Linked DNA regions of Sus scrofa: regions 1, 2 and 3 are each linked to region 4. A link is a contact called in public Hi-C, HiChIP or PLAC-seq and promoter capture Hi-C data. All regions are on one chromosome and are shown on one strand. The core of a region is the stretch at or near the end of the contact, and the rest is flanking DNA. Distances in the headings are between cores, read along the strand shown.

Region 1 (6,669 bases), core at 4,099-6,598, 430 kb before region 4:
TATATCCTGCACCTGTTAGATTTTTAGTTTGGTTGCATAAATAGAAAACTCCAGAATAACAGTGGCTTAAATGAGATAGAAATTTATTTTTCTTTCTAAAACAAACAAACAAACAAACATATTAGGAGTAAGCAGTCCATGGCTGGTAAAGCTGCTTCTTGATATCACCAGAGACCTAAGCTCCTATCTCTCCACCCCCCTAGCACTTGACTTCATGTTAACTTCACTTCATGTTTCAAGACAGCTGCTCAAGTTTCAGGCTAGAAGAAGGAGGAAAGGCAATTGTGAAAAAGCAGCCCCTCCTTCCTGCTAAGCTAGCTTCCTTTAAGTATTCCTCTTGGGAAGTCCACATAATATGCTTTCTTTTACATCTCCCCAGACCAAAACTAGCGGCAAAGCAAGCTGGGGAGTAGAATTGGTTGTTCTTGGAGATCATGTACTCAAATACAAACTGGGATTGATTTCTAAGATAAATGGAAAAGCAGATGTTGGGGTAAGTTAACTGTAGCTTCTGACACACAGCCCAGATAGTGAACTATAATTACTTCTTTTTCCATTTATCCTCCCTCTGCATCATACCCTCTTGAGGTTCAGGACTGATTCCATCACCTAAGTCTACAGTGCCTTATATGGTGCCTGGCATAAGGATAAGACCTTTTCTGTTCCAGTCATCATATCCACTACAACAGATACTCAAAAAGAAATGATACAGGAATAAATGAGGTACATCATTCCAATATACAAAGTATAGCTTAATTATAAAAAATCAATTCTATTCAAAAAGCGTTTATTAAATACCATCTATTCTTAAGATTCAGAAAGGAAATAAAATCAGGCTTGAAGCAAAACACTCTACATACACCGTATCAATATTTCACAGAAGTAGCAGAAACTTTATCAAGCTAAGGCACTTACAGAATCCAAACCAATACGAAAATCCAGGAAGAATTTTACCTTGTCAGTAACCAAGAATCCAATGTCGAGGTGCCTCTTCTCTTCCCACTGGCCTGAACCAGACAGGGCAACCATATACCAGGGGGAAGAAGCTAAATGGTTTGCCTGCCACTGACATATTTGAAGAGAAAACCAAAATCTTCTAGCTTTAAATCTATTAAATTATTACCATGAAATTGCAAACCACACTACCAGTTCATAGCAAGTTTCCATCAACAGGTTCTTATCGGTCAGGCAAATGTCTTTCAATGGACATCCCCTGGTTTTTGGTTTTCACCTAAACTTCACCATTGGTGAGTCAAAAACTATCAACTATAGATTTATAACTATCAACCAGAAAACATCTATGCTGGCTAAATAGGACCATTCTAAGAGAATGCAAGGGCAGCATAACTTGATCAATAAGCATAACCAGCCCAATTTGGTGTGAAACTCCCATGAATATAGCCAAATATAAGTTTTACAAATCATCTTGATGACTTATTTTACAGGAAAATGTGGTTTAGTCCCAGAACCCTCTGAGAACCTAAATGCTCTTAGACTATTCCTGGAATTATTCCCCCTTTGTACAAGACAGGGTCAGTTAAAAGTAGCTACAAATATGTTATTAAATGGTGTGATAAGTTATCCTACTTTGACGACATGGAAAGCCTAGTTAATAAGTTATGTTTTCATAATTAAAATAATTTTTAAAAAGAGTGTTAATGGTTTTGAAAATGTACCATGTAAAAAATAGACAGGCCTTTTCACTTTTGATTACCAAATTCGAGACCCTGTGAAATGCAACCTAATATGACCCCTATTTAAAATGTCCACATTTATTGTGTAGTTTATCCTGGGAAAAAGGCCTAATCCAGAGACATTTTGAGCTCATCAAATATGTAAATTGTTTTTCAAACACTTTGGGGGTTACCACAAAACCTAAATTGTTTTTAGCCAACCAAGCACTTTCTCCCTCTAGTTTCAAAAGACAGTTGTATTTTTTTTTTCAAGAAAATCTGATTCAGATGTTACTGATTCACTTGCACTTAAATAATTAAAATGTTATTTTGCAAGAACTGATTGATGTGCAAGAAAGTGCTTGAGCCTCTTGTCCAAGCCTATTTAAGTCTGTTTTCTGAAAAACAGGAAACCTTGCTTTGCCAAGAGTAAACCAACTTCAGGGGCACATTTGGGTTGAAAATCTGATTTCAATGCAAATCCAAAGCCATCATTTGGGGATGGGTGAATCATGCTGAGGCATTTCTTCTATGCTTTCCATCTGAAGAAGCTTTGCTACAAACATGATTCTGAGCCCAGGTAAATTTCCACCTCAAGATGCTGAGAGCAGAGAGGCCAAGACCTAGAGGGCTTTATCGAGAACACAACTAGGAGTTCTGAGGTTTGTAACATTTTCTTTTTTTTTTTTTTTTTTTTCCGCACCCATGGCATAAAAGAAGATCCCAGGCTTCCATATGCCACGTCAAATCAGATCTTCTGCCAGCCTATGCCACAGCCACAGCAATGCCAGTTCTGAGTCCAACACCACGGCTTATGGCAACACTGGATCCTTAACACACTGATCAAGGCCAGAGATCAAACCCACATCCTCATGGATACTAGTCAGGTTCTTAACTGACTGAGCCAAAATGGGAATGCCCCAATGCTGGATTCTTAACTTCTAGAGCACTAGGGAACTCCCGTAATATTTCTTATAGCCTTCCTACACTGTTGGTGGGAATGTCAATTGGTACAACTTATGGAAAACAGTATGGAGGTTCCTCAAAAAAACTAAAACTAGAACTCCCATATGATCCAGCAATCCCACTCCTGGGCATCTACTCAGCGAAAGCCATAATTCAAAAAGATACATGCACCCCAATGTTCACTGCAGCACTATTTACAACAGCTAAGACATGGAAGGAACCTAAATGTTCATCAACCAAGGAATGGATAAAAAGATGTGGTGCATACAGACAGTGGGATACTACTGAGCCTTTAAAAGCCTGAAATAATGCCACTTGCAGCAACATGGATGGACCTAGAAATTATCACACTAAGCGAAGTAAGTGAGAGGGCAAAAGACAAACAGCGTGTGATATCACATACGTGGAATCTGAAAAAGTATGTAAATGAACTTATTTGCAGAACAGAAACAGACTCACAGAGTTTGACAACAAACTTGTGGTTACCAAAGGGACAAGTAGGAAGGAGAAATGGACTTGAGGTTTGGGACTGGCATATGCACACTGTGGTATATGGAATGACCGGCCAATGGGGACCTGCTATATATATATAGCACAAAGAACTCTGCCCAATGTTCTGTGGTAATCTGCGTGGGAAAAGAATCTGAAAAAGAATGGATGTGTGTATGTGTATAACTAAATCACTTTGGTGTACAACAGAAATTATCACAACATTGTAAACTAACTATACTTCAATAAAACCTTAAAAAATGAAAAAAAAATCTTGCTCTAATTGATTTCTGAGCATCAGTAAGATAGGTTTTCAAGCTTAAATGTATTGAACCATGAACGTGACTGTGCATATTCCCAGGAGTCTACAGTTCTCTACCAAGATGTACTTTATTTTAGTGGGGAGGGATGGGAGGAGGGGGTTACTTCTATCAAAATCTGGAAATTAATATAAAGTTATTCTGGGTTATCTAGATGACAATCTTGGAGCAAATACCTGTTGTACAAACACAGTTTTGTTTGAGATCACTGTCTGACTGTATGAATTAGTTCTACTTCAACCACCCCCTGCTCATGAGTAAAGCACTGTCTGCCTCCTGGTCTGCAAGCCACCTTCCAGTCTGACACCACCATTGCAAGGATTCATGGGAAGAGCACACATGATGAGAACCTGGCACACTGGAAGCTCTCCATAAATAGTGGGTAATATTACTTTGCAGACTTTCATGTAACATGTGAACACTCAACAGAGTAAAGTTGCTTCCACTTCTTAAAGTAAACCAATTAAAAATAGTCTGTATCAAGTTATTGCATCTAAGTGCAACATAATAAGCCCAGATCATATCTGTTTCCTGAGCTGCATTAGCAGGTAGTAAGAATGCCTCCCCTTGACCTTTTGGCTATGGAATTCAGAAGGTATCCTGTGGCCCTTAGCAAATTCTCACCTCTATCCAGACTTACAGCTGGTTTAAGGGAAATCCAAGCCTACAGCTGCTGGCAATGAATATTCCTGGTGTTGATGTGAAAGACGTGTCACACACCTGTGCCATAATCCAGACTACTTCATGTTAGCAAGAGCTCTTCTTAAAAAATCCTGAGGTTGACAATGTCAGTTTCCCTGTCGTCAAGGAAAAAAAAAAATCCTCCATTCCTGCAAAGTTTTTTTTCTGACTGCTAACTGAATACCTCAGCCTCGATGGAATCTGGGGGTTTGTAATTAGTACACTAAGAGAGTACCATTGACAGAGGGCAATGGGACACAGACAATAACAAGCCATTAGAATTCCATCCGTTAATGTAATTGAAAAAACACATATTGAGCACCTACTGTGTGTTCACTGTGCTCAATGCCATTGGAGACAGAAAATAATAAGACCCAATTCAGTTCCTGTCTTCAAAATGAATGGGCTTGAGGAAAGAACGGATTAGATAGAAATACGAATAATAAAGAATGTAAGGATATATAGGTAAAAGACATGCGAAACATTAAAATGGTTCAAGGTAGCATAAAAGACAAGGGAGGCATATGGAGGAGATGACATTTAAAATGTATATAGAAATGATAAGACAATGTGTCTGTTCCTTACACCAGTTTACTTGTTAAGGGTTCAGGCAGTATTTTTGTCTCCTAATCTCTCAGTGCCTGGAGCATAACAAACACTGATTAATGCTGAATTAAGTAATGCAGTAATTAATAGAGTGGTTAAACTTAATTTATACTTGGAAGATGACAATAAAGGTTGAATCACTGAATGAGTCAATGAGTACAATGTTTCAAATTAACTAATCTGGGAGGGAGATAACGCCACCTACCCGCCTCATTTACTTGGTAGGATAACTGAAATCCAGAGAGGTGAATGATAACTAGCTCAGGGGGCTAGACAACAGCAGAACGAGGACTGGAACCTACGTCTTTTGATTGTCAGTGATCTTTCTATCCATTCCAAGAGCTATCACTTTTTATTATTTGAATTCAAATGCATTTTCTTCTAAGTAATCTCTAATGCAAATTTTTATGGTTCTTTCTGGCAAAACAGAGATTAAATGTGTCAGTCGCTTTATGCTCACAGCTGAAGCCAGGCTGATTTCTCCACATCACTGTAGAAATAGCAGCCACTCTTTACAGAAACCCAAATCCAGACCAGTTGTGGGTCCTGCTGGACCAGGCATGACTGGGAGAGGCTGGCATTCAGTTTCAGGGCATGGAGGGCACTCCCTCCCCTGTCACAGCAACAAGAGAACAGGATGGGGTAGTGGGGGAGCAGGGATGAAGCTTGGGGTCACTGAAAGGATTGTTTTGTTTTATTACATTTGTTTCATTTTTTACAAGTGATATCCTCATTTCAAAACAAAAGAATAAGACTTCTGGTAGATTTCCTCAAAGGCAACTAAGGAGAGATTTGCCAAAGCCATTGCTACAGGGGTTAGTTTAGGTAAACAAGGGCACTGGGAAGCCGTGAAATCTAAACTTTTCCCTCTGGCCCATGCCAGTGCTTTAGCTGCCAAAAAGTAGACGTGCTTTCTGCTTCCAAAAATAAAAAGTGATTATACTCTTGCTACCCAAGTCTACCCTTGGCCACTCCACGGACCATCTTAAAGAGGCGATGAGGGATGCACTTTGTGGTGTTGTTTTTGGAAAGCTCTTGTTCAAAACACTCTTGAGGGTGTACTGTCCTGGGGGTGCTGGTCCCTGTGGGCAGGCAGTGGCCACCTACTGGAGCCCCTGGAAATGGCTTTCTTGCCAGGGACACATGGCTTCCATTAGTCAAGAGCTCACTGGTTTTCTGACCCAGTGTTCTCTCTCATTGTTTTTTATATCTGATGTTTCTCGAGGCTGGACATGAAGGTAAGAAAGGAAAACATGGAAAACCGGGTAACTATTTTTCAACTTACCATGTGTATTTTCCTTTGTAAATTTGTCTATTCATGGCTTTATTTTTCTACCAGTCTATACTTTTTTTTAATTGATTCATAAAAGTTCTTTACGTCTTTGAGGATATTAATTCTTCATCTCTTACATATGCTAGAAATATTTTCCCAGCTTATAACTTGAAACTTCTGTTATAATTTATATAAAGTGCACATATTTTAAGCATATAAAAATTGGGTAAATAGTAAGGTGAAAGACATCTTAGTTTACTATCATAAAGCACTTAGAAAGTTCATCTTTCTGTGGTATATATACACAATGGAATACTACTCAGCCATAAAAAAGAATGACATAATGCCATTTGCAGCAACATGGATGGAATTAGAGACTCTCATACTGAGTGAAATGAGCCAGAAAGACAAAGACAAATACCATATGATATCACCTATAACTGGAATCTAATATCCAGCACAAATGAACATCTCCTCAGAAAAGAAAATCATGGACTTGGAGAAGAGACTTGTGGCTGCCTGATGGGAGGGGGAGGGAGTGGGAGGGATCGGGAGCTTGGGCTTATCAGACACAACTTAGAATAGATTTACAAGGAGATTCTGCTGAATAGCATTGAGAACCTTGTCTAGATACTCATGTTGCAACAGAAGAAAGAGTGGG
Region 2 (6,750 bases), core at 3,078-5,577, 470 kb before region 4:
GTTTTCAATTATGTCACCCTAGGTGAATTACCCTTCCATTGTTCAAGGTCAAACCTTCAGATGTTATTTCCTGCCCTTGCAGCTAGCACCTCCCCCCCTCATCCCTTTGGGGCAGTTGCTCAATTGTCACTGGAGTTCCCAGATCTTATCTCTATCAGGTTTCATCTGTAAATTTAATTATGAAGTTATGCCCCATTTGGCTTCATTTCATTCCACGGTACATATGTTCATTATGCATCCATTTTCTACAAGGTATCCTGGGCTCCAAAGATAAACTACACATGCCTTCTGCAGCTGTATGAAAATTTAAAGTTAGGGGTCCCTGAAAGAATTGGGTGGCCCTAATTTCATTCACATTATTGAGTTCTCTCATCTGGTCAGTAGACCCCTCTGATTGTGCACTAGGATTTCCACCCTCAGAAGACTACTCCTTCTAGCACAAGTACTTAAGAAATGGTCGTTAAAGCAGTAAGGGGAAAGCAGAAGAAGAAAGGCTAAGTCAGAGCAATTCTAGAAAAAAAGACACTGGAGTTCCCATCGTGGCTCAGTGGAAACGAATCTGACCAGTATTCATGAGGATACAGATTTGATCCCTGGCCTTGCTAAGTGGGTTGAAGGATCCAGTGTTGCTGTGAGCTGTGGTGTAGGTCATAGATGTGGCTTGGATCTAGCATTGCTGTGCTGTGGTGGAGGCTGGTGGCTACAGCTCCAATTCGACCCTTAGCCTGGGAATCTCCACATGCCGCAGGTATGGCCCCCAGGAGACAGACAGATAGATAGCCTCAAGGAAAGAAAGAAAGAAAGAAAGAAAGGGAAAACAGACATTAACTCTAGTCGTCCCAAAGAGCCCTGCCCTGCTTCCTATGCCAGAGTCAGTCAGCGTTCAAAGGCGCATTCACCTTTGCAGGGGCAGGCTCTGAGCAAGGCTCTGCCAAGGGCATAGCTATGACTCCCCTGATCCCACTGGGGGTCCCACTGCCTAAGTTCAGCTTTTCCCTACGTTCTCCCACACATGGGCTGCCTTATCCCTTCTACAGAGGGGAGTACCCTCAAATATATCTTTGGAGGGGGCAAGGCACCTCTCACTCTCCTGAAACAGAGACAGCGCACATAGGTCAGTCACATAGCTCACTTGTCACTTCTCCCAGCTCTGAAGGCTTTCCAGACCCTTCGGTCTGGCTATTTCCATGGTATTCCAGGCAGATTTGATGACTCCAGTAGCCCTTTGGGGTGCTATCACTTAATTCATGCAGGCTGTCCGCCTGTCCAGCTCTGCCTGCCTTGTGAGTGGAAACTTGGAACGGAACCTATGAGCACATTAGGCACCTTTTGGTCTCCTCCTTACCCAGCACATGCAGGTGCTCAGTAAGTGTCTACTCAATGACTCCTCAAACAAATAATACAGAATATAAATGATCTTTCCAGACACTGTTTTTGTCTAACCAACTGCTCTTCCTTGAGCGACTGGTTTTCAATTTGTTTTTAGTGAACAGAATCCTTACTTCAAACAGTCTCATTTGGGAGACCCAGCTCCTCATTATACAAAATGGTAATAGGGGTGCTCTTCTTGTTCACATAAAAGGGAGAGCGCCCCCTCCCCACCCTCCAGGAGCCCTAACATTACCTACTTGTCCCCGCCAAGCTAAGATTTTTATTCCACTTCCCTCCACATATATATTTTTCACTTCTTTCAAGGCCCAGGACAAATCTTTCTTTCCTCCTGACAATTCTCTCTGATCCTCCCATCCACGGAAGCCTTGCTTGCTCCTGAACTCCTGGATGTCCTGTTGTCTGCTCTGCTCTTTCGGCATATTCTTAGTTGGTACCAAGGAACATGCACAGCCACTGGGGCTTGCTAAAGGCCAAGGGATATGTTTTAAATATATTATCCCATTTAATCTTCAGGGTAATTCTATGAGGTAGATGCTATGATTAGGGCCCAGTTTATTAATGAGGAAACAGAAGCTCAGAGAGGTTTAGCAATCTGCAAAGGTCACACAGTTATTTGCCAACAGCGCTAGCATTTACACCATGAACTACCTGATTCATTGTTTCCTGGGCCATTATTTTCTCTCTCCAAAAAGACTGCAAGCTGAAGTGCAGAAATTGCACCTCTACTTTCTCTTCCTGCCCCTTCCTTAAGACACTGTTTTACCCCAAGGAAGAGTAAAATTAATAGCTTTTCAGAGCTTACTTGGTTCCCCACATTACGATGGATAGTTCCTCACCTCTTCTTCCTTTACCATCTATCTGGGTAGAGGCTGTCAGCTTCAGAATAGGCTATGGTCTCACTTCTTTCTTCCTAAAGGAAAAGTTCTATTTCTGATGCTTGCCAAGACAGATTTTCACTGCTGAAAATATTAGGCACTTCTTCCAAAGGCTGGAAGCTAAGTGAGAGTTTCACAGGAGGAAAAAAACAACAGTGATCTCCTCAAATGGAGTAGGGAGGCTCAAGGCAGGAAATGGAAGGCACTGTCAGAAGAGCTCCAGGGAGAGGGGGGAGTGAGGAGGAAAGAGAGATTATTTAGATTTCACCACTTGGGACTCTATCCTCAATTTAACTTTTGGACTAAATCTTAAAAACAGCCAAGCAGTAAAAGCCCTGCTCTCTGTGAACTCTGGCCCCTCTGCCTGTTCGGATGTCACAGAGAACGGCTACACTTCGTGCACAGCCGCCCTGAGGGGACGCCCAGTGGCCCAGGTGGGGTGATTGATTGGAGGAAGCCCCAGGGGCACGGCCTGCTCGCCACCCGCCACCCTCCCTGCACCTGCGCTGTGAATAAACAGGGGCCTGCCTCCTGCAGGGGCCCCTTCCTGACCGCCCCCAGCCCTTCTTGGGCCTCACCCCTCGGGCCCTCTTACTTGAAAATTAACCACAGGCTTAAAGTGAAAGAGAAGATGATAGCTCCAGGAGCCCAAAGCATATGCAAGCGGAGCTACACAATGAGCAGATAACAAATAGAACCCTAATAAAACAGGCACCTCTGCTAATACGAGGATCTATTTCCTCTTAAATGTCAGTTTTATGTCCTGACTCTAGCATGTGTAACAATACTGCTGACATGTCAGGTGGTTAACCACACTTTGATTTGAATGTTTTGATTTGAATAGTTTAAAGTTAATTCAGTGATTTCAATAGAAGTCTCCTTTGTCATGAAGTATTTACTTCAAATACAAGTCTCCTCTTTGGAAATATTAATACAAGGCCTTTGGTGTCTTGATATATTTGTAAAATACCTGGATAACTAATCAAATTTTCTCTTTAATGACTTTGGCAAAAGGCAAATGAGGACAGGAACATTTCTGAAAACAAAACGCATGCACACATGCACACACACAAACAGAATGTGATTTAAGAAAGGAAAGCAGGGGTCAGATGACAGACATGGTTAGAGGATGTTCACACAGTTGTGCTTTCTCACTGAGAAAAATAAGTATTTGTTTTCAAATGTAAAATATACTTTATTATGCACTGCTCAAAGTTGCTATTGTTATAATAAATGCAAAAAAAATTAAATCAAAACACCCATTTTTTTAAAATGCTGAATTGAAATGTTCAGTGTTTTCTCTCATTTTCCTGATTCTCCTAAGATCTCAGTCACATTGACAGCTGTTCACCTTACACCTTTTTCTCTTTCCCCTTCTAATAAAAAGAAATTAGGGGTAGATTATGAAAAATACAGAATAAAAACACAAAGGTTGAAGGAAACTTGTTTGTGGAGAGAGAGAATCAGTAAATGAGTGAAAATACAAATAAACCCAACAGCATGAACCACTACAAGGGAAGTCAAAAGACAAAAACAATCCATAAAAAAAAAAAAAAAAATTGTGAATTACATCACATAGGGCTCATTTCCTTTATATATAAATAGCTCCAACAAATCAGTAAGAAAAATTCCAGCAATCCAATATAAAAAATGAGCAAAATAGATGGACAATTCACAGAAAAGGAACTAAACAGGGAGCTGTGTGTTACACTGTGGCAGTAACTTTTGTAGTTTGAGGTGCAACAGTAACACTAGCACATTTCCTTTTCCTTCTTCACAATTTCATAGATAGAAGATGTTTTATTAATGTATTTCTAAACAATCTCAGCATAAGATTTTTTCCTTTCCCTAATAAGTCAAGAACTTTCACCTTTTCACTTGGAGGAAGACTTTACAGCTTCTCTTTGGCATATCCAAGTTGCCATTATCACTACTCTTGTGCTTTGAGGCTATTTTTAAGTAAAATAAATGTTACTTGAACACAAGCACTGCAATACCAAGACAGCGGATTTGATAACCTAGACAACAAGTAACAGCAACTGGGTGACTAACAGGGAGACTATGCCGGACAAAGGGATGATTCACATCTCGGCTGGGACAGAAAGGGTAAGAGCAAGATTTCATCACATTACTCAGAACGGTGCACAATTTAAACCTTACAAATTGTTCATTTCTGGAATTTTCCATTTAATATTTTTGGACCACTGCTGACCACAGATAACAAACCACAGAAGGCAAAACCGTGGAGGGGGACTATTGCATGTATTTGCTTACATAAGCCAAAGACAGCTCTGAAAAGGTTACTTTATTCCTGGAGAGAGAAATAAAGGTACTTTAGGAACTTTGGGTGGTTAAGAGACTTCATTGTATACATCTGCATATCTCCCCTTTGCAAATATATTACCAAATTAGAGCAAATAAAAAAAAACTTTTACATTTTAATTGCTAAACATAAGGTACATATGGATTACCAATGGATGCTCAGGCTTTATCCTGTATGGAAGTTTATCACAGTACCATGTATTAAGCACCAGGTACAGGCCAGGCACTAAGCTAGGTGCATTGCCCAGATTATAGCTGCTCACATGAAGTAGGCATGAACATGCACATTTTAGAGAAAAGGAAACAAAGTTTCAGTTAGAACCCCACAACAGTAAGTGGGAGAGCTGGGATTCATACCTGAGGCCACCTGAGCCTGAGTTCTATGGTATAAAAGAACATTGGAAGATGAGAAGTAGTGGTTATCTGTGGAGAACATATGTGGAATTCATGACCAGATAATGATTCTTTTCCTGAACACAATACTTGGGACACTTGAAATCCTGTTCTGCTCTAACTCCTCTGGTGCTAATGATACAGCACCAGTGAAGCCTGTAGATCGAGGAATCTATGCCCTGGTTGTGGTTGGGAGAGGGTAACTTCTTCATCACGGAGAATTGAAGTCCTACAGGGTTCAGTGTGGACATGTCTGTCCACAATGGACAAGCAGTCTGGTCAAAGAATGCACTGTCCTCTTCTCCAGACGGCTCATAAGCACTGGCTGGGGAGGAAAGGGAAGAAGATGCCATGGATGAATGTTCTTGTCCCCTCAAAATTCACATGTTGAAACCCTAATCCCCAGTATGACGGCATTTGGAGGTGTGGTCTTGAGAGGTAATTAGGTTTAGATGAGGTTATGAGGATGGACCCCCTGATGAAATTAGTGCCCTTATAAGAAGAGACATGAGAGAGCTTGCTTCTTCTCTCTGCTCTCCACCATGTGAGGGTACAACAAGAAGATGGCCATCTGCATACCAGGGAGTGGGTCCTCTGGCACCCTGACCTGGGAATGTTTAGCCTTCAGAACTATGAGAAATAATTACTATTTATTTATGCCTGTTATGGCAGCTGGCTCTAGCTTTAGAAAGAATCTAAAAGAAAGAATCTGTATATTTGAAAGTACAGTTTGAAAGTCATCAAAACTGACCAATATCAATTGGATTTATCTGTTTAGACATTATTTCCTTTATTCCCTGATTGAGAGAAGCGAAGTAGATCAGCACAGACATTTTTCTCAGGATCAAGTACTTATGGACCAATTGATGTGGGGAGAAAAAAACCTGATGGAATAAGTGCCAGCTCCAAAACATGCAGGGTCTTTCCCTTCCCAGAACTTCAACAGGCTGCACATCTCCCAGGCTCATGTCCCCACTTACCAGGAATAGGAACAAGATGGAAGTCTTTGAAAATCAAGCTGACCATTATCCAATGACATTAGAAAAACTAAGGAAGTAGTGAGTTCTAACAACTGACACAGATTTTGATGCTGGACTTCTCAGGTGACCAGCCATCTCTGTTCTGGGGCAGGTCCAGTTTTAGCACTGAAGGTTCCACGTTCTAGGAGATCCATCAATACCAGACAAATCGGGATGACTGGTCTCCCTGCCTAGGTTTCAATCTCAGCTCCATCAAGTCTCAGCTCTGTGACCTTGAGCTACACTGTATCTTGGTTTCTCCATGCTTAAGATAGGGAGAATAACAGTCCCTGCCCTACAGTGTTGTTATGACTATTAAATGAATATTTGTAACGTGCTTAGAACAGTGCTTGGTAAGAGCTGGATAAGTGTTTGTTACGTAAGATAAAGCGTGTTAAATTTTGTTGAGCCATATTGTCATTGTTCACAACCCCTGCGTGCAGCAGGTCTCACTGTGTTAGTGGAAAGGAAGCAAGAGGATGGAAGTAACTTACACCAAGTCAGTTACTAGGTGTGTCAATATGTTACAAAACCAGGGCAAAGAGGCCAGCAACCTGTTTGTTGCAGCTCAGCCCACCCTTCTCATCCCTTCTGTTCATACATTTTGCTCTGACTGACTGCACACAGGAGACTCATAATAAATATTTATTATATGAATGAATAACTTTTTTCTCAGACAGGCCTATCCAGAGTTTTTGGAAGGAGTTTGTGTTTTCACTTTCTTTTGCTTATTTGCAAAGGAATGGAGA
Region 3 (6,451 bases), core at 3,869-6,368, 300 kb before region 4:
TGGCATGGGAAGGAGAAAGTCTTACCATACTCTTGAAATAATAAGGAAATAAGTGTTACTGCTGGATCTTATATTTGCCCACTGTGCCAAACATAGTGATACTAAATGTTAATTAAAGCATGTTAGCCTAAGGCCTTGCACCCAGTAAGCACTCAATAAGTACTCATTGATTTGGGTTTGTGTGGTTTTTTGGTTTTTTTTTTTTTTTGCTTTTTGGTTTTTTAGGGCCGCATCTGCAGCATATGGAGGTTTCCAGGCTAGGAGTCGAATTGCAGTTACAGCTGCCAGCCTATGCCACAGCCACAACAAGGCCAGATCTGCTGTGTCTGCAAGCTACACCATAACTCACAGCAACACTGGATCCTTAATGCACTGATCGAACCCATGGCCTCACGGATACTAGTCAGTTTCATTACCGCTGAGCCACCATGGAACTCCCCATGTTTTATTATTATCATTTAATTTCAAGTCAGTATCTACAGATTACTTAAAAGTTATTACATGAAACAAGACACCAGCTAAACCAAATACGTTTTAGACTGATGATCATTAACCTAGCATGGAGACATGTCCATTCCGGTGGTATCTAGACTCTATAGGGCATCAAGATTACCGAGAAGACTCACTAAAACGGAGATTGCTGAGGCCCTCTCCTTGAGTTTCTTTGAGTGGAGCTCGAAAAATTTAATTCCTAGCAAGTTCCCAGGTGAGGTGGATGCCACTAGTCTGGAGACTGCATTTTAATAACTGTTGGCCTAGACCTTTAGGGGTGCCAAGGGAAATTAGAAAACCATTTTCTCTAATCTGAAATTCCTTTTCTTATTCATACACACACACACACACACACACACACACACACACACACACACACACCCCTATATACATGTACACATATGTATATATAATAGTAAAACTATATATAATAATTTATATAAGTTATATATCTTTAAAATAATATGTGCCTTATAAATAAAAATAATGTAGCTATAATAATCTTATCTTACTCTACTCCTTAAAATATAAATTAATAAAACTGAAAAATAATAACAGCTGCCAACTACTGATTATCATACGCAGGGCACTATAGTAATTGCATAACATACATTAATTAGTGTAATCTATAACTATTCTGTAAGGTAAGCATTATAATCCCTATTTTACAAATGAGTAAATTGAGCCTCAGAGAGGCTAAACACCTGGCCAGCTAGAGAATGGGACACTAGAATCTGTACCCAAGTCAAACTCAAGAGCCCACACTTTCAACATTGCTTTCACTTCTGATATAACAGTGGGCTTCTCACCCCAGCACCAATCCACAAACTTTACGCTTTAAAGCACGGACAATTGGAGCCATCAAGTTCTCTGCTTAAGAGGAAAAGCTCTAAGGGACGTCCTTCCTTTCACCTGAAATTAACCAGTTACCCAACAAGAAAAACAGAAAAAATAAATTGAAGGTGTGACTAAAAGATCCAGGTACTATTTTTCTTCTTGATCTCCCCAAATCACGAAACAAAGATTCCTATGCAATACATTCATTTCCTCCCTCAGTCTCAGGGGCATCGTTCACAAACACAATAAAGAAAATGACTAAACTGCACATTTGGGGGAAATATCCTTTAGTTTTCTCTGGTTAGTGAGATGTTACAGAAATTTCTGAAGTCTTTACATTTAGGGGATGGAAATGAAGACAGTTGTTTCTTAGTTGTCCAGAACGTGGGCTGATGAGCTGATAAAAAAAGAAATGCAGTAGCTGAAGTAGCCAAGAGTATATGAAATGAGACTGGCCCAGTCCAAAAAAAGGCTTGTTAAAAAAAGAAAAGAAAGTAAAAACAGATCAGATTGGGAAAACTGGGACAAGCTGCTCTTTAAAAGGGAGGAGCAAAGTGTCATCTTTCTTTTTAAAATTGGATGGCATATTCATTTTTCAGACTTTTATAGTTTTACTTCAATTTTAAGGAAAAAGTAAAAACATTAAAATACTGAATGGACACAGCAGAGCTTCCCATTAAAATAAATACACTTTGTTTTATTGTTTGGAAAACTCTAACAAGCTCCAGACTACTAACTGAATTGTGTCATTTTTGGAAAGAAGAAATGTCCAGCATATTTCCATAAGCTGGGTTAAATTTGTATCTACTTAATTAATCTCAGAATTTACACAATTAAAAGAAAATATGCTAAAATACTAAGAAAAACTGCACATCTTAGACCTCCTGTTTGGGGTGTTCATACTGAAATTTTCCTCCTTTTTGTCTGAAATGTGAGGCTATTAGCCACATTAACCTAGATGGGACTGTTGCCTCAGTCTGCGTGGACATCATGTGCTACTTGGCTGTGAATATCAGCAGAGTTGGTTTGGAGCTGAGAAAACTGATATCTTATGGGTACCAGCATCCATGCATTGCTCAGGATTAAACTTATTTGTCCTTGATGGTTTTTTTCTCACACTCTAAATGGAAAATCCTGTTAGCTCTACTTCCAAAATATAACTCAAATACAACCTCTTCTCTTCACTTCCACCACTTCCACTCTACTTCAAGCCACTAGCATCTTTCACTCAGACTGCTGAATAAACCTCTTCCTGCTTCCAAAATATTCTGCACAAAGTGACCAAAGTGATACTTTTAAACTCTTAAGTCAGATACCATCGTGACACTGTGCAAACCTTTCAGCGGCTATGCATTTCACTTCAAAGTCCAAAGTCATTATGACAGCCTGCAAGGCCCTACTACATCTGAGCCTTGCTCATCTCCCAGACCCCAATTCTTAACCTCTCAAGTCTTCTGTATCTATGACAGCAAAATGCTACCTGGCAATCACAGTGTCCTTCCTTGCTCCATTCCATCCCCTTCTCTGCTAGACGATCACAACATACCCTCTCTCTTCAGTGCCCCCAAAGTCCTTTCCCATTCCCACTCCCAGATGATAACTCTGCTCCACACTGTACCAACAAAAGCGTAGCAATTAAAAGCCAGTTCTACATACTCCCACCTCTCCAGTTACCTACCTATGGCAGGCATGCCCCTTATTCTGGCTTCCCTATGGATGCACTGGCCATGCTTCTATCACAGGCCAACCTCTCTACTCATGCTGAATTCCCTCCCTCTCACTTGCATCAATTCTCTAACCTCACACTTACATCGCCCATTTCTCCTTCTTGGATTATTTTCATCAGCATACCAACATGCTGTCACTTCCCTTTTCTTAAAAACGAAAAAAAAAAAAAAAAAAAAAAAAAAAAACCTCTGCTTCCCACACCTACCACCCCACTGCAGTACATCTATACATTCTTCCCTCCCCTTCCCTCTTGATCCCACTACAACTACTTAGTGCAAATATTAACTCAATGGTCGGTTCTCATATTGTATCTTACATAACCCAGCAGCATCTTTGGGCACAGTTCATCAGTCCCTCCTTGATGCACTTTCTCCACTTGGCCTCCAGAGAGCCACACAATCCAGATTCTGCTCCTGGCCAGTGCTCCCTCCTCCCAACCACACCCCTAAACTTGCCTTCTCTGACCTTTTATCATGTTCTCCTCATTCACTCTCACCAGCAACACAAGTTGGCTTCTTTGCTGCTCCTTAAACATACTGGTTTAGCTTTTCTCTCTACCTGGAATGCTCCTCTTTCCGCTCCTTCAAGATTTTGTTCAAATATCACATAATTAATGTTTCCTTCACTGAGCACCCTATTTAAAATTGCAATATCCATCACCCTTGAACTTCCTATAACCATTTATTTTTCTCCATAGTACATACCAACCTATACCACAGAATTGTCTCATTCAGTTTAAGTCTTCCCTTTGGCCTGAATATGGTCACCTTATCATCCCAATGTCATTTGGATAGATCGCTTTGATTCCAGACACTGGCACACAGTAAGCATTTAGCGAATCTTTGACAAATTAATGAAGCTACAAGACTTGACTCCCAATATATGAGTTAAGACAGCTAACATATCACAACTGAAGACCATATATTAAAAAACTGAGACATACTTAAGACCCCAAATTCATAAGCAGCATATTCAATAATAAAATAAGCACATTAAGATCCCAATAGATTATTCAGAACTGACCAACATGCAGAACAATTTCCACGGCTGTATTGGGAAACACTTACCATTCTTAAAAAGGGATGCCACTCAAAAAATTAAGTGATTAGTGTCTAGGTAACTAAATGGGTAGAGAGAGTTACCCTTATAAATAGGATCAGATAAGTCACTGGTCCTCAAATGCTGTCATCCCCACAAGCAGTTTGCTCTTAAATTATTTAGATGTGGTCATTTTACAGAAACCCAACTCAGAAATAACTGTGTGTAAAACAACACAAGCAGCAGGGCCATTTCATGCAAAACTAATGACTTCAGGACATACAAGGCATGCCTCCTCTGTGTAAATCCACCTCAGAGCAGGGGTCAAAACCATTAAACTAATGTTAAATTGGAATCCCTGGGCCTAGAGAACCCCATGACTCCAGAGGATTGGGATTTGTAGGAAAAATACTAAACACGGAGACATGTATAAACACTCTACAACGTTCTTTATACAAATGACTTTTTGTCTGAAATCAAAACTCCAGAAAACAGAACTTGAGGTTCTTACTTTTAAATGGAAAAAAATTTCAGAAAGATATTTAAGAGTTACTTTTTATAAATACTCTCACGATGAAGTATGAAGATATCACTGCTTGACTTTTAATAAGTGTTCTATTTAAAATGACCATATTAAAGAGACCTGGTCCCTCTGAAACATTTTCTTAAAAATTCATATTTAGCAACTTCTGGGAACTTTGGAGTCAGGATGATGAGTAATCTTTTTTTCCTTCCACAAAGAAATGTCCTGTTGAGGGCTGAGTAAGAGGTGAGTGACCTGGCTATATGATGTCAACACACTGCCACAGAAGAGGGGAAAGAGAGCCATGTTGATGGAACTTTAAGTTCAAATTTAAATATACGGGAAACTTGTAAATGAGGAAACTTATGCTACAGAAAAACTACCTAGCTCTTTACCAAAACGTTTCTGTTCTCATTTGGAACACTACTATATTTCCAGCCACCCTTGCAGATAAGTGCAACTGAGCCCTACCCACTTGAATGTGAGCAGAGATACTGCATGCCACCCCTAGACTTTGGCAGATAAAAATATCTCCTCAAGCAAAGCCAGCTTGATGTGGATGGGTGGGGCAACCTGAGAAAACATACGTCAAAGGTGACAGAGCCACAGATGGAAAGAGCCCTGGATCACTATTTAGAATAAAGTTGTCTTTTGAAAGGGAACCAAATTTAGTTATCATGAGGATGATAAAATAAACCTGTACTAAGATTTTTTGTTACAGTAGCTCACATTACCTTAACAGACATCCTATCTTAACTCAGAATGTTAAAACTTAATGAGTAATTAAGTTACTAATATTAATCAATTTAAGGTAAGCAACTGTACACCTAACTCTAACATCCATTGCCTCCTGTACTTAAATCCAACAGGGGGGCAAAAGTAGTAAATGGTCTAATACCAGGGCCTGCTTTTCAATATCTAAAGCTTTCAATGGGCTAAACACTTTAGACCTTTATAAATAAGATAAAAACAAAGATTTTGGTTGCTGTTACTACTGTTGAATAAAAAGATTTCTAGTCTTTTGTACTCTAATATAATTTCCCCCTACTTCAACCCTGGAGAAGGGCAAAAGCATCAGAGTGAGCAGGAGAAAGAAGAGAAGTAAAAGAACTACAAAAAAAAACAGAAAAAGGCCCTTGAGCCAGGTCTCTGTGCAAGGAGAGAGGAAAAGCCACAGCAGAAACGCCATAGTCTTTTCAACAAATGGTGCTGTAAGAACTGGATATCCACATGCAAGAACAAAACAAAAAAACCTTATACCTCAGACCGCATACAAAAAAAAAACAAACAAAAACAAAAAACAAACAAACAAAAAAAACCCTCAAAATAGATCACAGTCCTAGATGAAAAGCCTAAAATAAAAACATCTAGATGAAAATGGGAAAAAGTATTTGATCTTACATAAGCATAGATTTCTCAGATAAAACACCAAAAGAATGTTTCAAATGAAACAAAACTTATAAATTGGACTTCATCAAAATTTAAAACCTCTTGCTTTTGAAAGACATTGTTAAGAGAATGGAAGACAAGCATTAGGAAATTTCAGAGCCCTGCTATAAAGAGAAAATACTGAATATTAACTATGTTAATATTAATAATATTAAATATTATTTACTTCTCAATAGCTTAAAATAAGATCCAATGGAAGCCAGAGGCCAATGAAAGGATATCTTTGATGAGCTAAAGGAAATTAGCTACCCCAAACCCTAAATCTAGGAAAAATATCCTTCAAAAGTGATCATGAAATAGTCATTATCAAGTTAAAAAAAAAAAAGCCAAGAAAGTTTGGCATTACCTGATCTTTACTGAAGCACTAAAGAAAATTCTAAAAGA
Region 4 (6,644 bases), core at 2,218-4,717:
GGCAAGGTGGGGCTTTTCGAGCGTTTGGCCACAGAAACCTACTGGAGTGAAAGGGAGAGCATCTCGCAGGTCAGTCTCCCAGTGTTGGGTCACTGCGGGGGGAAGGTGGGGGAATGAGAATGATTATTAACAAATCAGACTTGGACTGGCTGTCACCCCTGAGGGGTGGTTGTGGCGGTAATCTTCACCTCGTAAAGCTACTCATCCTTCTCCTAACTGAAAAAGTCTGCGGCCTCTAAGGCCGCCCACACGGGCCGCTCCTCGTCCAAATCAGCGCAGGCCGCCTTTGTCCTCGCAGTGACTGCCACGAGGGAAGAGGGCGGGTGCAGAGGATGTCACCAAAGTTTCCTGAAGTCTTTCTACCGCGCAGAACTCTGGTTTTTGCGGGGAAGCAGGCTGAGTTTGCAACCTCAGCGGAGCAACAATTCCGTGGGCCTCCAGTCCCCAGCGGCCTCTGCGCGCCCTCGCCGCGCTCCGGCTCTCCCCGGCCTCTTCCCCGGCTCAGCAGCCGGGGGCCAACGCTCGCCCCCGCGCCACACTCCTTTGCCTCTGCGTCCCCTCCGCACGGTCCCAATCAGTCTCGAATTTCAACTCCAGACCCAGGCCAAACTTTCCCTTCGGGGCTGATACATTCTCACACGCAGTCGCTTTTCCCAGGGGGAGGAGGAGCGACGGAGCTCCCAGCAGCTCCCGGGGGTCCTGCGGGGATCACCCGCCACCCAGTTTCCACGCAACCCCCGCGTCCACCCTCGCCTACCGACCCCAGACGTTGGCCTCCCACGGCCGCGTTCAGGGAAGCCGCCGCGACTGATGTGCCCCGGGTGCTTTCGTTTTGCTTTCGCTCCCTTCTCTAGCAGCTGGGAAGACTGCGGAAGAACAAAGTGGGGGTGAAAAGCTCGTGTCCTGACAAAGTGGTGGGGACACCGCGGTTCGGCCCAAAGCGGGGCGGGGGGGGGGAGGGGAAGCCTCAAGCTGAGGCCTGGACACCCCTGTCCCTTGCAGGGGCCGGAAAGGCCAGGAGGCCCTGGCTTGTTTTCCTCGTGCAAAGAAACGTGATTTGTAGATATTGATGCAACAAAATTGACGCGGAAACGAATTCGCCTTCTTAGGAGGACTGGGTCTTTCCAACATAGACGACAGGGCAGGGAAGAAAGGCGGGAAGATGGGCGCCGGGGCCTTTCACTAAATTGGAAGGAAACCGAGAGAAAAGGCAAGAGAGCTGGAGAATAAGATCGGGCTCCCAAACTAGGTTCTGAGCCCCATCAGGTGTGAGGAGACTAATGCCCAGTCCCATCTGCTGCTGGTCCACTCAGCTCTGCGCTTTAGAAACCCAGCAACCACTGCTCAGGCTCGCTTACTTCAACTCGCCTCCCCCTTTAGGGCGAGAGAAACGCATGTATCCTAAATGGACGAACCCAAAGCTTAAGGTTTCCCCCTTAAAAAGAGTGGGACGAGAGAAGGGGAGGAGAGAGAGAGAGGGAGAGAGGGAAGGAGGGGGAGGGGGGGAGAGAGAGAGAGAGACAGAGAGAGAGAGAAAGAAAAAGGCCCAAACCTGGAAAGGTTTCTCAGCTAGAGGCGAAAGCGCTCCTCGGTTTGCCCTAGCCCTGTGTCGGGTCCGGAAGCGCGGTTCCCAGCAAGGGCCGGTGCAGGTTCCCTCTCCCCTCCCCCGGCCTGCACTTGAGCTGGGTGCGAAGGAACAGTCTCTCCAAACTCCTTAGAAAATAATATAACCCTTCCAGACTGTTTACCATACTGTCCAGCTGCCCGGAAAGGTCCGACGCGTTTCCTGCACTCGTCCCAACTCAGCCCTGGCTTTCCTCCACCCGTGCTCTGAAGAGCTAAATTATTTTATTCCGATTCTGGAAAGTTAATCTGTGATCTAAATAAATCACTTAGGGAAACGACCGGAAGCTGCGAAGGTAAATTACGCTCAAGCCAGTTACTTGCACTGGGTTTTTTTCTTTTTCTGATAAGGCCTTCTTCTCTTATTTATCTCCTTCCTTGTATACACCAGGCTCAGGAAAAGAGGGTTTAGGCCGGCAAGGGAGCTCAGTTTCATTTCGGGACATATGGCGGGGCCTAGCATTTCGTCATCAGATTTTTAAAGGAAAGTTCAAATGTTTTTGTCACAGATCAAACTTCCAGTAACTCCCTAAAAACTGTATTACCCCCACTGAGGTTCAGGTCTGCAAACTCTTTGGTCCGCAGATGTCCGGGAAGCCGTAAGTGAGCTCGCACTAAGCCCGGCTGCACCTGCGGAGGAGGGAGAGCGTCTACGCGCGTCTCGGAACTGCCGCACTGTACTTCCCGCGCTCCGCCGGCTAGCCGGCGAGCTGCCGCCAGCCACCCCCGCGTCCCTCGATCCCCCGCCCTCAGCCAATCGTGCGGGGGCCGGGAAGGATGGGCATCCCAACGTCTGAGGAAGCGGCCGCTCGAGTGACTAGTCGGGCCCCTGGCTCCCAGGAGAGGCCCGGACGCGCGCACACTCCGGCACCAGGGCGCTGGCGCTCCAGAGGCGGGGAGGAGGGTAGAGGGCGGAAGCGCGGAAGGCTTGCAAGCACACCCAAGAGCTGCAGACCCCGGGGCCCCATTGGGTGACTAGGGCGCGGGTGCCCACGTTGTGCGCGACGCCTGGGCCACGACCGGAGCCCACGAGCTGGGTGCCCAGCCGAGTGAGGCAGCCGCCGCCGCCGCCGCCGCCGCCACGGAGCCTGGCGGGCGGCGCGGAGCCCCGGGGAGCTGGTTTTCCCGGGCGGGCACGTGATGGGGTTGGCAGCGCTCTGGCCGGGACTGGGAGGGGGAAGCGGCGAGCTGGAGGCCGGGGGCGGGCGGGCGGCTGGCGCGCTGTGTACTTAGGTCGTGTGCTGGGGCTTTTCTCTCCCAGGAGCCGGCGGGGGAGGGGAGGAGGAGGGGCCACCGCTCCGCCTTCTCCTTTTCGCAATGTTGACGCAATCTATAAATAGTGGAACAAAAGGACCAACTTCCTCGGAGCTTTGCTGAAACTGCACAAAAAAATCGAGCTGGGGGGTTCCCTGGTCCCTGATGATGGGGCGGGGAGCGCGGCGCCGGGGGAGGGGGCGGGCGCGGCAGCGCGGGCCCCGCCGAGGGGGGACACCTGGCTGAGCCACAGCCGCTGCCGCCGCGCCGCTCCGCGGGAACCAGGGCTCCGTTCCCTGCGCGGGCTCGAGAGCTCGCCCCGACCTGGGGGTCTTCCTTCTCTGCCGTTGACAGGTCAGTCTGCACCGCCCCTTTCAACACTGGGTTTTCTTTTCCCTCCCCCAAGCCTCTACTTTTAGCAGGGAACCGAGGGGGAAAATAGAACGAGGCGCAGCAGTGACAGCCATCCAATCGGGAACCCCAGCAGTGCACGGCGGGGTGGCCGAGGGGGTTCAAGGAGGCATTCTGTGCTTGGCCCCTCGTCGTACAGCCAGCGGCCGCGCGGCGGCCCGAGACGAAGCCAAGCAGGACTTGCGTGCGCCGCCCAGGAGGCAGGGATAGTGGAGGCGGGAGCGCCGCGGAGGCGCGGGCCGCTGGGTAGGGGGGTCGACGGCTGGCTCCCGGTTGCGGATCCCGCCGGGGGGGGGTCAACCCCCAGCGGAGACGTGCCAAGACCAGGAGGCTGCTGAGCGCAACTCGCCCCCTCTGAGCTTGGACCTTGCGTCTCCGCCTCGTCCTGCGCCTGCTATGGGAGGGTTCAGCGGAGAAGCGCTGCCGCCGCACGCCACCGCGCACCCTGGCTCCGGCGTCCACGCATCCAGCGCGCTGGGAATTGGGGATAGGTGAGGACCGAAGGCACGCTCTCTTCCAGGAGCCCGGACCTAAGCCGGAGCGCCAGCCGCGCCGCCGTGGCGGTTACACTGGGCGCGGGGGAGGGGGCGGAGCTGGCGCTGTTGACAGCCGTGCTGGAGCGGGGAGGGCGAAAGTTGGAGAGAAGGGACTGGGGGAGGGAGCGCGCGCGCGGGATTCGGCGGGGAGTCGGGAGGGGGGGTAGCGTCACGTGACAGGCAGACGCCCCCGCTACAGGCCGACAGTAGAGGTGACGTCACCATCCCCTGACTGCAGGGGGTGGCACTTCCGTTCCCTCCCCCATATCTGCTCCCCCAGCCCCCAAACCGGCGGCTGCTGCCATTTCAAACGTGTGGGAGTGGGCGGAGGGGGAGACAGGGGTTTTCCTCAAGGCCTTAGCCCCTAACTGCTTCCCCAGCTGCCCAGAGTCCCGAGCCTATAACCTGAGCAGAACCCAAGGCCGCCCTCTCTGGACGCGCCTCTTTGTGTGAGCGGGCAGCCCTGGGCGGAGGCTGGTACCGGCCCCCTGCGGCTCCCAGCTCCGGAGGGGGCGGGGACAGTCCAGGAGCGGTCAAGGCCAAGTCCCGCTGTCGGAGAACGCCATCCGAGGTCCGACGTCTACGCCTGGCTGGGAAGAGGCGGCCTTGCCCACGTTCTTTGGGTGCTGGGTGGTTGGGGACCTGCTTATCGGCATGGGCCTAGAGTCTAACCTCATGGGTTCTGTAGGATTCTGTCACCATTCTGGAAGACGCGATCCCAGCAGTCGTTATAAGCTATTTGGGGAAACTCCGGGTTTTGGTGACTCAGCGCGGTAAGCGCTATTTATAAGTTGATGTGTTAGCTGCAGGGAAATACTCTTCGTTGTGATCTGTCTACCCAGGGAGGGCAAAGAGCTCGGTTTTGAGGCAACAATTAAGTGACTTTTTGAAAAAGGAAAGGGTTGACTTAAAGAAAGCGTGTGCTGTAGGCAGACTTAGAACACGGTTTATCTCAAAATTGAAACATTTTCCTGGATAGATGGAGAATTTCAAGGACGCCTGATGGTAGACAGTCTTTTTAAGTGGAGAACCAAGGAGAAATAATTCAGGTAAATGACAGAGCAGTCCTAGTAGATCCCAGAATATCATAACTATGTTGTTTATTAATTGCCGGAGTTGTTAAATACATAACACCATGTGGTGGCTGGGCATAAAGGAAAACTGGATGATGTTGAAAATTCGTATAGGATATTCTGTAGCAGGAAGGTGTGTGTTGTCTTTATCATCAAAATTCTGCTGGCGATTATAAATAACATGTTTACCTCCCAAGAAAGTACTATAAAAATGTGTACCACAGCCTGGGGTTCTTCTGTGTATAAGTGCTGTACAAACAATTATCAGTCACTGCTTAACAGGTTTTACTTTACGATTTATTTTCTTTTTTCCTACCCGCCCCCCGCCCCACTCCCACCCTAGTTTGGAAATCCAGGGGGTAGATGCTAAGAGAAAAAGCAAATGCTAGACTGGCTTCAGGGAGGCAAGAGTTCACATCCAGTTTGCTTATCCTGAATAGCTTTCTGTAGGTGCCATGACCTGAGGTGCTTCGTAAAGAAGGCAGATTCCTAGATGGGCAAAAGTTAGGTCAGCTAAGAAAAAAGGAAAGGGCTGAGCAAGCAAAGCAACCTGTAGTGAAGAACTGCTGTGAGGTAAATTTAAGTGGGATGTGAGGAGGATGAAGAGAAGGGAGAGAAAGGAGGCTGGACTGATGGCCAGTCCACATAGGGCTTCGAAGTCCATGCTGGGGAGCTTACATTTTAGCCTGAGACCTACACGGTTTTAGCCTTTAGGGGGACACATATCCGTTTGAGAACCTAGGGAAAGCAATCTAGTCTTTTTTCCAGAAAAAAAAAAAAATGCACCTACAGACCTCTACTACAATTTTGCATACCATTTCAAGCATTTACTCTGAGAAAGAGACTTTTGGTCCTCAGGATTAAAACCTATGGGAAAGGGAAACCTATGAAAGTTGTTTTGTTTTTTTTTTTTAAGGGAATGCATGGTCAGGTATGAAAAGATTATAGGTCTTTGAAAATATTATACCAGTTGGGGTCCTGGAGGCTGTAAGATGGAATGTAAAATAGCCTGTTATCTAAGAATTGATTAGGACCACTTCTGTGTACCTAGTAGCAGTGGGGATAGAAGAAAATGGATTCAAGAAAGGTAATTTAAAAGAGTCAGTGGAATGGGAAAGTGACCGGCTGTGGGGGGGCGGGGGAGGGACCAAGGCGAGGGATCCACCCCTATTCTGGTCTGGGGTGTAGACTGGGAGGAGAAGTGAGTCTCTAGTTCAGGAGGAGGAACTAACTCTGTTTGCTTCCTCGAAAAGAAATGAAAACCTGTGGCTGGTTTGGTCTCTTTATGAGACTATGTAATCTTTCAGTGAAAAAGAAAGCACCTTTCCAAAGACTGTAATTCAGAAGGGGGATGAGGGCAGGAGAGGATTAAATCTTGCTTTCTTCTCTCTTTTCTAAAAACTAGGGATGCCTAAGGAAGAAGAAAAGGAGAGATGGAGAGAATCAGGCTTTCTTTTCCCCCTGCTCAGTCACTAAGCCTTCGAGAAAAAGAACTTTGGCTAGAAAGGGTCCACATGATGGTGTTTTTTGTTCCCGATGGCACTTCAAAACTGCACTTAATCATCCACAATTAGTACTAGGAGGTGCTAAGATTTCAGTCTAGCTAGGGAAACAAGGAGTAGTGGAGGGAAAGGGTTCCTAGTTAACAGCTAACCAGAGCTAGAAATTTAATTGAAGCCAGGACTGATGTACATAACAAACCACCCGAAGAACTTAGTGGTTTAAAATAATAACAGTGTTACTGGTT

What was found. Promoter capture Hi-C pulls out the DNA fragments that hold promoters and counts their contacts. A called contact is a pair of places that touch in the nucleus more often than the background predicts. HiChIP or PLAC-seq counts read pairs in DNA pulled down with a chosen protein or histone mark.
Region 1: a contact with region 4 is called in an H3K27ac HiChIP or PLAC-seq map of skeletal muscle, with 4 times the contacts expected there. The contact joins two enhancer-like sites. A contact is called at or near these places in 2 of 2 datasets of contacts at active chromatin or transcription factors (alveolar macrophages and skeletal muscle).
Region 2: a contact with region 4 is called in a Hi-C map of embryonic fibroblasts, with 2.6 times the contacts expected there. The contact joins two enhancer-like sites. A contact is called at or near these places in 1 of 47 Hi-C or Micro-C datasets (embryonic fibroblasts) and 1 of 2 datasets of contacts at active chromatin or transcription factors (skeletal muscle).
Region 3: a contact with region 4 is called in a promoter capture Hi-C map of fetal liver, with 4 times the contacts expected there. The contact joins two enhancer-like sites. A contact is called at or near these places in 1 of 5 promoter capture datasets (fetal liver) and 1 of 2 datasets of contacts at active chromatin or transcription factors (skeletal muscle).

The regions. Positions count from the first base shown.
Region 1 is chr11:17,257,048-17,263,716 of Sscrofa11.1, forward strand. The region is part of intron 1 of LOC110255810 (a long non-coding RNA gene); the gene reads right to left. Among named protein-coding and RNA genes, the nearest start is that of DLEU7, 290 kb to the left of the region's middle. Within about 2 kb of position 5,349, at least 3 of the 83 cell types and tissues checked have an H3K27ac peak or open chromatin away from gene starts, as enhancers often do. A contact at or near this core is called in skeletal muscle, where this site is marked.
Region 2 is chr11:17,214,299-17,221,048 of Sscrofa11.1, forward strand. All of the region lies in intron 1 of LOC110255810 (a long non-coding RNA gene), which reads right to left. Among named protein-coding and RNA genes, the nearest start is that of DLEU7, 250 kb to the left of the region's middle. Within about 2 kb of position 4,328, at least 18 of the 83 cell types and tissues checked have an H3K27ac peak or open chromatin away from gene starts, as enhancers often do. A contact at or near this core is called in embryonic fibroblasts, where this site is marked.
Region 3 is chr11:17,381,628-17,388,078 of Sscrofa11.1, forward strand. No RefSeq gene overlaps it. Among named protein-coding and RNA genes, the nearest start is that of MIR15A, 370 kb to the right of the region's middle. Within about 2 kb of position 5,119, at least 2 of the 83 cell types and tissues checked have an H3K27ac peak or open chromatin away from gene starts, as enhancers often do. A contact at or near this core is called in fetal liver and skeletal muscle, where this site is marked.
Region 4 is chr11:17,687,259-17,693,902 of Sscrofa11.1, forward strand. It overlaps LOC106507157 (a long non-coding RNA gene), which reads right to left. Exons shown (of 6, transcript XR_002336669.1): 6 at 6,168-6,644. Among named protein-coding and RNA genes, the nearest start is that of MIR15A, 67 kb to the right of the region's middle. Within about 2 kb of position 3,468, at least 81 of the 83 cell types and tissues checked have an H3K27ac peak or open chromatin away from gene starts, as enhancers often do. A contact at or near this core is called in embryonic fibroblasts, fetal liver and skeletal muscle, where this site is marked.